Linked DNA regions of Drosophila melanogaster: region 1 is linked to region 2. The links are chromatin contacts, called in public Hi-C maps. All regions are on one chromosome and are shown on one strand. The core of a region is the stretch at or near the end of the contact, and the rest is flanking DNA. Distances in the headings are between cores, read along the strand shown.

Evidence for each region. A called contact is a pair of places that touch in the nucleus more often than the background predicts.
Region 1: a contact with region 2 is called in a Hi-C map of the Kc167 cell line, with 5 times the contacts expected there. The contact joins the promoter of lncRNA:CR43849 here to the promoter of AOX1 in region 2. A contact is called at or near these places in 1 of 1 datasets of contacts at CTCF or cohesin (the Kc167 cell line), 5 of 107 Hi-C or Micro-C datasets (the Clone 8 cell line, the Kc167 cell line, the S2 cell line and 2 more) and 2 of 6 datasets of contacts at active chromatin or transcription factors (both in the Kc167 cell line).

Annotation. Positions count from the first base shown.
Region 1 is chr3R:15,664,747-15,669,375 of dm6, forward strand. It overlaps lncRNA:CR43849 (long non-coding RNA:CR43849), which reads left to right and starts at 3,232. Exons shown (of 2, transcript NR_074016.1): 1 at 3,232-3,431; 2 at 3,487-3,930. pxb (pxb,) reads left to right here and starts at 1,437. Exons shown (of 5, transcript NM_001275680.1): 1 at 1,437-1,840.
Region 2 is chr3R:15,534,696-15,539,886 of dm6, forward strand. It overlaps AOX1 (Aldehyde oxidase 1), which reads right to left and starts at 2,597. Exons shown (of 6, transcript NM_142218.2): 1 at 2,341-2,597; 2 at 933-1,861; 3 at 590-823; 4 at 1-367. The coding sequence starts at 2,380. It overlaps AOX2 (Aldehyde oxidase 2), which reads right to left. Exons shown (of 6, transcript NM_169665.3): 5 at 4,343-5,191; 6 at 3,018-4,277. The coding sequence ends at 3,148.

The DNA of each region.
Region 1 (4,629 bases), core at 1,982-4,481, 130 kb after region 2:
GCCAAAGTGGCGCAGAAGGTGAAAGTATAACGATAAACGTAAACAGTAAGTGGAGGTGCGAAAAAAATGCGTAAACACAAATCGCATTGCAACAAAAAAAGAGTGTGCACCAATCAGCAACATGTTGCTAAGACACCAGCAACTTCTACGGCAATTGAGCGAGAGAGAGAGAGAGTGAGCGCGAGAGAGACCGAGTTCATTTTCGAAGTTCAACTTCGAAAGAGAGTACTTCTTGGGTGATATGAGAAATAACATTGAATTTTCATGCCGGCTGGTGTTGTTGTTATTGCACTTTTACATGCAGCTGAAAAACAGCAACAAAGAAGAAAAAACCAGGAAAATGCTGAAATCGCTGCCTCCCCCTGTTTTCGCCACCACTCCCATCAGACATTGACCTTGATAGTGGTCGTTGTTTTTGTTGCTCTTCTTCACTTGATTGAACGACAAAAAGTTGTTATTTTTGCTTACCGGTAAAAAAAATGGTAATCGATATGATGAAGTATAATTTAGTTTTATTGGGACATTTTCGAATGATACATTTTTAATGGACAGGTGCAGAAATTGATACACTTAGATGAGTAATTTAATGAGCTTATTATTTAAAAAACTAATTGCTAAATCTGTTTTCAAAAATCAGTCATACTTATTATCGCTCGACTGTCTTTAAATCTGCTTTAAGTTTTTATGTGTTTAATAAAAAAAGAAATTAATCCCCAAGCTTAAGCAACATGAGAAATGTTGAGTTACCATTTCAACATTATGTGTTCATATTTTTACAATGGGCTTGGCTTTTCTCAAATATGATTATGATGTTTATCATGTTATTGACTGTCACAATATCACAGCCAAGGAACTACCTATGTTTTCCTGAAACTTTCCATAAATCGTCTTAATGGGCTCGGTAGATAAATAAAACGAGAACAAATAGCAAATACATACAAGTTTTTGGGTGACACTCAAATATAATTGGAATTGATTAGGAATTAAAATAATACTTTTCAACGGTTGCTAAACTACATGATTGTACATCTTTTGGGATATGTACATAAGAGTTCAACGGCATACGATTTTAAATGCAAGGTAAACAAATCGTAAACATTCTTTGGTTGGAAAAGACAGAGCTAGGTGTGCACTTTTAAATAAAAATGTGCCAAGCAATATTTAAAGTAAATTTTTTTATGATTTTATTTGTACTTTCGCCAGCAACATGGACAATTTTCCAGCGCCAGCGAATGTCAACTGCAACGAAAATGTGCGAAAATGCCGATTAGAACGAGCCCGAATGAGTTCATCCTCTCTCTCGGGAAGTTCATTTCCCCGAACTCTCTCTCTGGATTCGGCAGCGGCAACCGATGTCGATGTTGCTGTCGTGTTGTTGCCGCTGCACATGTTGCAGATGTAGCTGCCGTCGTCAGTCGCTCGAAACGAATTTGGAATTCAGTTTTTGACTCGACGTCGCAGGAAACGGACGTGAGTGTCTCGCATGTTGCCACAATAATCGAAAAGAAAACTCTGAACGGAATACGAGACTTTTTTCAAGATATGTGAATCACTAGTGGATTACTGAAAACGAAAATAAATACCAACGAAAATATTTACCACAAATCCCAAGCAAACGATACGCGCGTCGTGCAAACTAATAATAATAAATCAAATACCACAAATATTCTGTGTTGAGTGATACTCGAAAAGTTGTCAAAAATCAAAGCGAAATTCGCAAGCAATACATTGGATTAACAATTGGCTCGAAACCGATTTGATTAGCTAGCAAAAGACAAGCAGAAACAGTTTATCAAACCACTTGACAAATATCCGTTGGACTATAAAAGCAGAAAAGCGGGTAAGTGGGCAGGGAAATGGAAAATGAAAAATCAAACCTGGATATGCCGCTGAGAAATTGAAAACTTTTACGCACCGGATTAGTTGGCGATTTTGGGTTGAGCTTCTGTAGGCGAGTGACAATCTTCTTAGCAAAGATCAACGGAATTTCCCTTTGATTTGGGAATTACAACATTAAAGTATGTTTTAAAGTTGAGTTTTCTAATCTTCAGAGTGCAGTGCTTACTAATTGAAACGAACTGAAAAAAGGCATTCCAGCGGAGTGAGGCCGTAAAAAACGAGATTTATAGGAGGAAGTTGGGGAATTATTCAAATAAGCAAGTGAAGGATTATATCCGATTCCAAACAAAATTCCCCGAAAGTGTGCGTTGTGTCTATCGAACAGATATGTTTATCCATATAAAGTTACGCCCGAGTGATGAGTGATTTTTGTGGAAACAGCAGATAGCTGTGCAGCTATCTGCTATCAAGCCATAAAGCACAGAACTCTTGTGGCGACCCATGCGGCTCCATCAGAATGTAAACAAATCATCTCTGGGTTTCGCTGGAGCTGCGGCTTCTTCCCTTCTTCAAAGCGTAGAAACCGCCAAAGAGACGAGAAAATAAAGAGAAGAAAAGACTGCGAGGGACCTTTAATTATAACCAAATACTAGTTGAGGCGACACCTTTGTTTACCTGCATTTTCGAGCGCTGTGTTTTTCCATTCTGTAAATTTGTTTAAATTATTAGCAAACGCGCAACAAGTGCAGCCAGTCGAAGTTCATTATTTTCCCCAATTCTTTGGCGTGTAAATCCTTTGGTAAATAAGTAAAGTATACCCCGCCTGTCGTCGGCGCAACTCATAAATTCACGCAAAATAAAATTTATGCTTATGGCTGGAGCTGGGGAAGTCGGACAAGAAGATGTACGAAGGATCGCGATAAGATCTGGTCTTAAATGAGTTGTTAAACGGGAATCGTGGTCGCCATGGATATAAATAATAATAACAACTCAATCTGGAGTGGCGTGGGTAGCTCGAAAAGTCCTCGGACAAGTGAACTGTTGCTTGCGGTCACAATGATTCTGGGTACTGGATTTTGAATCGATTTGAATCGTGTGAATGGGAAGCATTCTACCTGTTTGGCAAAATGAATTTTAATTCGGAATTGAGTCGTACACATGTCGGCCCTTTTTCACAGGATTTCCGCTTGCTGTTTAGCCTTTTTTTTCGAATGAAATCCCTCGGCTAATTAGTATGCCAAGCGTGTGCCCCTGAAATTTATAAGCCAACTGACTTTTCTCTGTAGTTGAAACATAAATTTCAGTAAAAGTGTCGTCTGTGCACTAGAGCACAGCAAGAAGTATAGGCCTTTTTATAAACTTGATGTGCCAGTGATGAATATTTGAGTGCAGACGATGACTAAAAATATCTTATTTGCTTTCTGCGGCAAGTCTGCATCAAAGAACTAAGTTCATTGAATAGGCCAACTTATGGCAATTCCTAAGCTACTTACAAGGTAAACTTCGCTCAGACCTCAAACAGAAAGTATCTTATGCAAATAAGTCGCTATATGGCGGACAGAAACAAAACATTCGCGCAGGAATATTAAGCAGTAAGAAATTGTAAACACAAAGGAAAATATTTGTTATACGCTTGTAAATTTATAGCGGCAGCAAAGTCCAGCCAAGCAGAGGAAAGCGTAGGAAAAGCGAAAGCGCACAGAAAAGCCGGGGAAAATTCAGGAGGCTGTTTTTCACGCTCAGCTGCCCGGCGGCCGAAGAGGAACTGGCGAAAAAGGAGGAGGCGAGCCTGAATAACAAAAAAAAAACTTTATCGCAGTGCTCGCAGGACATGAATTTTCCCCTCATCTCCCACCACTTCTCTTTCAGCCTTAATGCTGAGTGACATTGATGTGACATGCCGTCATCTTGCCTCTCCTATTGCCCACCAATCTTTGCTTTATTTAAAAGTTTTTCCTTCCCTCGCATTTTTCTCGCCCAACGCCTCGGGGGCGTGGCAAGTTGTGTTTGGTTAGTAGAGCACTTACACCTTGTGGAAAACAAGGCACCTCGGGACCCTGGCCCTCGCAAATAATAAATGATATGTAAACTAAGTCAAAAGTTGCCGTAGGTTGGGTAAATCACAACTGAGGGGCTAAAATCCGGGCCCAGATCCCAGTAATTTGTGCGTGTGGCCAGGCCCTAAGGCATTTCCATAGATTAAAGATGAAAAACTAGGGAAAAACCGGCTTTAATGTAGTTTAAAATGCGTGCAGAATAAATCAAGGAAAATCAGGACTTATACTACAATCCTGGACAAGCTACTGATAGGACAGCAATTAACATTGAAGTAGTTTAAACATAATTATAGTATCATTCACCAGTTAGACAGTACTTATCTGAATCTCATAAACCCTCCAAGATTTCGCAACCATTATTTCCGAGGATAATTCCAACTGTCTGCCACATTTGTTCCACTTACGAGTCCGACAATCCCCCGCTGTGATATCAATGCCCTAACTATAATGTCTCAATATCCGAGCGACCAAAAGTAGAACGAGTGCGACAGAGGAGAAAAGCGAGATACAAATTCTTACCTGAGCCTGGCTTTCCATGGGCCAGACAACAACGACGCACCCATATCAATTTCCTTCGTGCGACCCAAACGAATTAAAATTACACATAGACTGGCGGTCAAAAAAAAAAACAAAAAAAAGTAGAGAGGGAAAATATACCCAATAGACGGTAGGGATTTCGGAGATCCTTTGCCTTGAATCCGAAGGCCTGTCGCCAATGCCGGAGAACATTTAT
Region 2 (5,191 bases), core at 1,347-3,846:
GACGTTTCAGGAGAGAACCGCCTGTGACGAATCGACTGCCCAAACCCTGCTTTCGCTGAGCCGCTATCTTCAAGAGGAACTTGTAGAAAAGACCACAGGCCAACTTGCGTCGGTAGACGGGTGAAGCATCCGGAAGAACGGCATCTGGCTGAAGCAGGGTGGACAGCTGCCCGAAGGCCTTCTCCACCAATCCGTTCTCGAAGGGATTCTTGTCCCGAATCAAGTTTTCAATCGCTGTGGCATGCACGAATTCGGGATGGATGCCACCGAAGCAAATGCGAGCTGATTTCACCTTGGCGTCTGCCGTGAACTCCACGAGGAAAGCAGCGTTCACATAGGCATGGGCATTCTGCGCACGGGGCATAATCTGTTAAAAGAGTAAAATTAAAATATATTCAATTTTAAATGATTTGTAAATGAAAGAATGGCTATCTTATCAGCTTTGAGATAATCACCCCAAAGTGTCGTAATTGCTCGTTTTTTTCGCATTTCTAAAAACTTACAAGACATTTGTAAAGTCGCATTACTTTCGTTGATAAGAAATTGTACTGCACTTCACTACTTCGAATACTCCATAATTTGCACTCACCTTGTAGGAGTCAAATGCAAACCGCTCCTTGGGATACGCGCGCAGCACCAGACCACGGATAATCTTTCCCTCCATGGAAGAGCCCAGATAGCTGGCCAGGCTGACAGTCTGCTGCTTGTCCACCGCCTCCTGGACAATCACTTGAGCATCTAGGGCCTCCAGGACGATGAACACATCCGAGGGGAACTCCGGGTGGGCATGCTTGATGGACAGATTGCCCGCCAAGGTGCCAGCCTGGGTTAATGCGAAATGGGTTGATAAACACAAGGTGCTCAAGGTGTTTTCATTGTTGGCCTGATTAGATAAGGGTCGAGGGCTTTCAAACCTCTTGGATTTGACTTACATTGCGCACTGGAACATTAGCGATCCAATCGAGGTGTTGCCACACCTGAGACAAATACTCGAAGCCCTTCGTGTTCTCCAACTGGCGACACAGCTCCATGGTTTCACTGAGACTCAGATTTCCACCGAGAGTTAGGGATGAGTTATCTGCGCTCAGCTTATGACCCTTGAGCTCCGCCAAGCCGGAAACATCGATGAATGCCTTTATGTCCGGACTACGTCTGTAGACGCCGTGGGCCGTATTTCCAGCCACCAGCATGTAGGGCAGCTTCTCTTTGACTGCTCCCTGCAGAGCGGCAAAGAGGTCACCCAGACTCACTGGCCAACTCCAGCGGCTGCCATCCGGATACAGTTGGCTGCCCTTGGGCTGCTGCTTCTTGCAGCTGCCGGAGCAGGTTTGGCCGGTCTTGGGACACTTTTTGGTGCTCAGGTCTTCAATGTCAATGCACTCAGCTGGTACCTGGATGTTGCTGTCCACGGCAAAGGATTTCATGGCGTCAAGAATGGGACGATAGCCAGTGCAGCGACAGATGTTGCCTCCAAAGGAGTTCTCCACCTCCTCCATTGTGACCTTGCCGCCCTTGGACTTCAGCAGGCCGTACATGTTCATCACGATTCCCGGCGAGCAGTAGCCGCACTGGGTGCCGTTCATCTTGGCCAGTCGCTGCTGGATGGCATGGTAGCCGACCCGCTTGTTGCCCAATCCCTCCGAAGTGGTCACCTCCAGGCCCAAGCACGTATTCAGCAGCGTGAGGCACGAGTTGACCGCCCAGGTGCGCAGCTCTCCGGTCTCCGGATGAATCCCAGTCAGGGTGCAGACGCAGACGCCGCATCCGCCCTCCTGGCACATGAACTTCGTGCCCGTTAATCCGGCATACTCTCGGATGAAAGTGTTCAGCGAGATATCCGCCGGCAGGGCAGACAGGTTGACTAGGGGGCACAAGCAAACGGAGGCATAAGTGTCTACACAATCCGGGTGTTATCTTATCGAGTAGCCTAATTCCTCACAACATGTCAAAGAACAATTGTTTGCGATATCTGCTTCTTATGAGCTAACGATTGCTGCTGAGCTATTATTTAAATATTTTAGAAGAAAATGCTTGTAATTGATATTCAGTACCTCTCAGTTTGTAGAAGTGCTCTGATGGGCTAATGAAAATAAATTAGCAAAATGAAATGGAACCCTATAAAATATTGTTACAACTGTTTTGGAAACGAGTCTAGCCATGTTTTACTCAGAAGTAATTCACCAAGCTTTTCACAAGGTCGTCGCAACTCTCATCTAACTAGCAGGTATTTAGTAGTCGAATTTCTCGACCCTGGTGTTCCAGTTCGTTGTCTCGGCAATCTTGTAGATGCCAGCCCCCATCAATCCATAGGCAATTAACTGCCCACACATGCATACACACCTTCGTGGCTGGTGCCGTTGATTGTAATTCTTCCAGCCATTATCTGTGAATTATATAAGTCCCTTGAATCACTTAAAAGCCGTCCGGGAATCGTTGTGAAATTAATTGCAGCCTTTCTCGCCTTCAATTGACGCGGGTGTTCAGAATTATTTGGATGGTTATAGTGGGTTCTGGAAACTATGTTATTTCACAATATGTGGCAATGAGTCCACTTGTCAGCCTCGTTTGATTCCACGCCGAACTGCGAGCGACTGAGGGTATGGGCCTTCCGTAGCCCCATATATATAGTGGTTCTCCGGCCCTCGAAAGAGACTCCCGCCTCTCCAAGTTCAAGTTCACCTGCTCCCCGCTCTTAACTACCATGTTCCATATACTGCGCTCACAATTCAGCATTAGATCATCGTAGCACTCTGAAACGTTATCGTCTGCCGGTTTCAAATACTCTCCCTCGGTTTTGGAACTGAAAGCTTTATCAGTAAACGGCTTGTTTCGACGTTTTTGTTTTGCTCATATTTCTAAACAAAACGGCGAGATTATGTTCGGAATAAGGGGAACTAGTCCTATAAACAGAGTGGTGCCTTATGAGCGAAAGATTTCTTCAAAACATATATGTACATATGTATACAATTCTATTAGGAATTATATAACAGGAGAACGATTCTTCAAAACTTCAAACGATTTCCACACGATTCTATATTTATTTAGTAAGATAAATTACATAATACAGATAAAGAAATCAAAAGATCGAAGCAGTACACCAAATGAAATATCGAAAAATACCCAAATCTAAGCCAGAACTTCATTTCATTACAAGGCGAATGCTTCCACCTGGCTTCCGGAGTTAAGGACGACCGTTTCCGGCGTCGTTGGTGCCCCCAAGCGAACCCACTCCCTCGGAAGACCCGCATCGTTCCTGGCCGACTGGATGGCGTGTTGCATGGCGAACAGAGCTCCGACAGCCAGACACAGAGCAGGCTCACCCGTGGCCTTGGATCGCATAAAGCCCACGGGGTTGGGACTCTTCTGGAGCAACTCGATGCGAAAGTCTATCGGGATATCCTTGGCGCCTGGTGGGTGGTAGTTCCAGGTGCGGTTTGTCAGAATCTGACCTGTCTGACGATCGTAAACCAGCTGCTCGGTGAGATAGTATCCCAAACCCATGACAAAAGCGCCCTCCACTTGACCCACATCTATATGTGGACTCAGGCTTTCCCCGGCATCCTCTAGGATGTCAACCCGGCGGATCAGATGGTTGCCCGTCAGAATGTCCAGTTCCAGTTCGGTGAGACTCAACCCGAAGATGTTGTAGTTGGGGATATCCCCCAACCGGTAAGATTCCGTGGCGATGAGAAACACGGACTGCAAAAAGGCCGCTTGGAGCACCTGCACCCAGGAGGCCCGAGGTCCGAGTCTTTCCTTCACCGGAGCCAGTCGCTTGTTTAGAGTGTCGCAGGCTTTTCTCACTGCCAATCCGATCATCTCGCTGGTCATCGAGTTGGCCGTCAGCATGGAGTTGGCTCCGTTTACAGTATTGCTGGCCTCGACTCTCACCTGGTCCAACGGAACACCCAGCACGAATGCTGCCACCTGGGCCGCCTTGGTGTTCACTCCTTGGCCAATCTCAATGCCTCCGTGAGAGATCACCACCGACCCGTCCTCATGATAGATGGCCACTGTGACCGGATAGTTGAAGGCCACGGTCGTGTTCAGCGGGAAACTCATTAGGGCCAATCCCAGACCTCGTTTGCGCCATCGGTTCTGGGAGTTGAATAAGTTAATCTGGTCCCGCCGCTTGTGGTACTCTGTGGAGGCCAGGAACTTTGGCAGCAGCTGCACCATTTTATTTCCGGGCTGAAGATTTACCAAACGAACGTCGGCAGGATCTAGCTGGCAGGTGAAGGCTATGTGCTCCAAAGCGGTCTCCGTCATGGCGATTCCTGTGAATGTGAACGATATTGTATATGTAAATACTGTAAACCTTTTTAAATGGTTTTTGACTTACCCTCTGCGGAACCAGGAGCTCGACACCAAGTGGAGCTGGGTGCATCCGTTCTGATGGCACTGCCTTGGGTCCTATAGTTCGCGTCAGTCAGATTGTAAACATTCCTCAGAATTGGCAGAGTCAGGAAGTCAACGACGTTCTCATTTAGATTACATCCGGAATCCTCATAGTAGTTATTACTCAACATGATAATGGATCCATTGGCTCTGGCTCGGAACTCGTAGTCCGATCTGCAGGCCCATCGTTTGCCAATGGTCTCCATCATGGACTCTATGGTCTGGACAAATCTGGCAGGTCTCCTTAGCTTTGAAGCCACCAAAGCCGTGGCGCAAGCAACTATATTGCCTCTAGTGACCTTTGCACCATACGCTCCACCCACTCGTCTAACTTGGAGCTGAATGGAGTTCACACTAACTTTCAACATGTGGGCAATCGCTCCTTGGGTGGCGTCCATCCATTGGGTGGCGCAGTATACCTGCAGAATGTTATCAAGCGGCACCACGATGGTTGTTTGTGGTTCCATAGTGAAGTGGTATTGGGACGCAAGCTCCAGGATCCCTCTGCCAAGAACATCGCCAGGTGCGAGAGGAGGCAGCTTTAGGGGTTCCACGGTATCCTTCTTCGTGCTCACAATCCGATCGGTTTGCTTTTCCGCTAACACTTGGTTCATGGTCGTGAAGATCTTTCGCTGATCCCGGGCATATGTGACCACAACCAATGTGGCAGCATAGACAGCCGCATCATGGGTGAGAGCTGCGATGACTCCCAACGGTTGATCAAAGTATTTGACTCGCCCGGCAACAAAGACCTCGTCCACTTCAGGTGTAAGCTGATTCACCAGAACGAAGT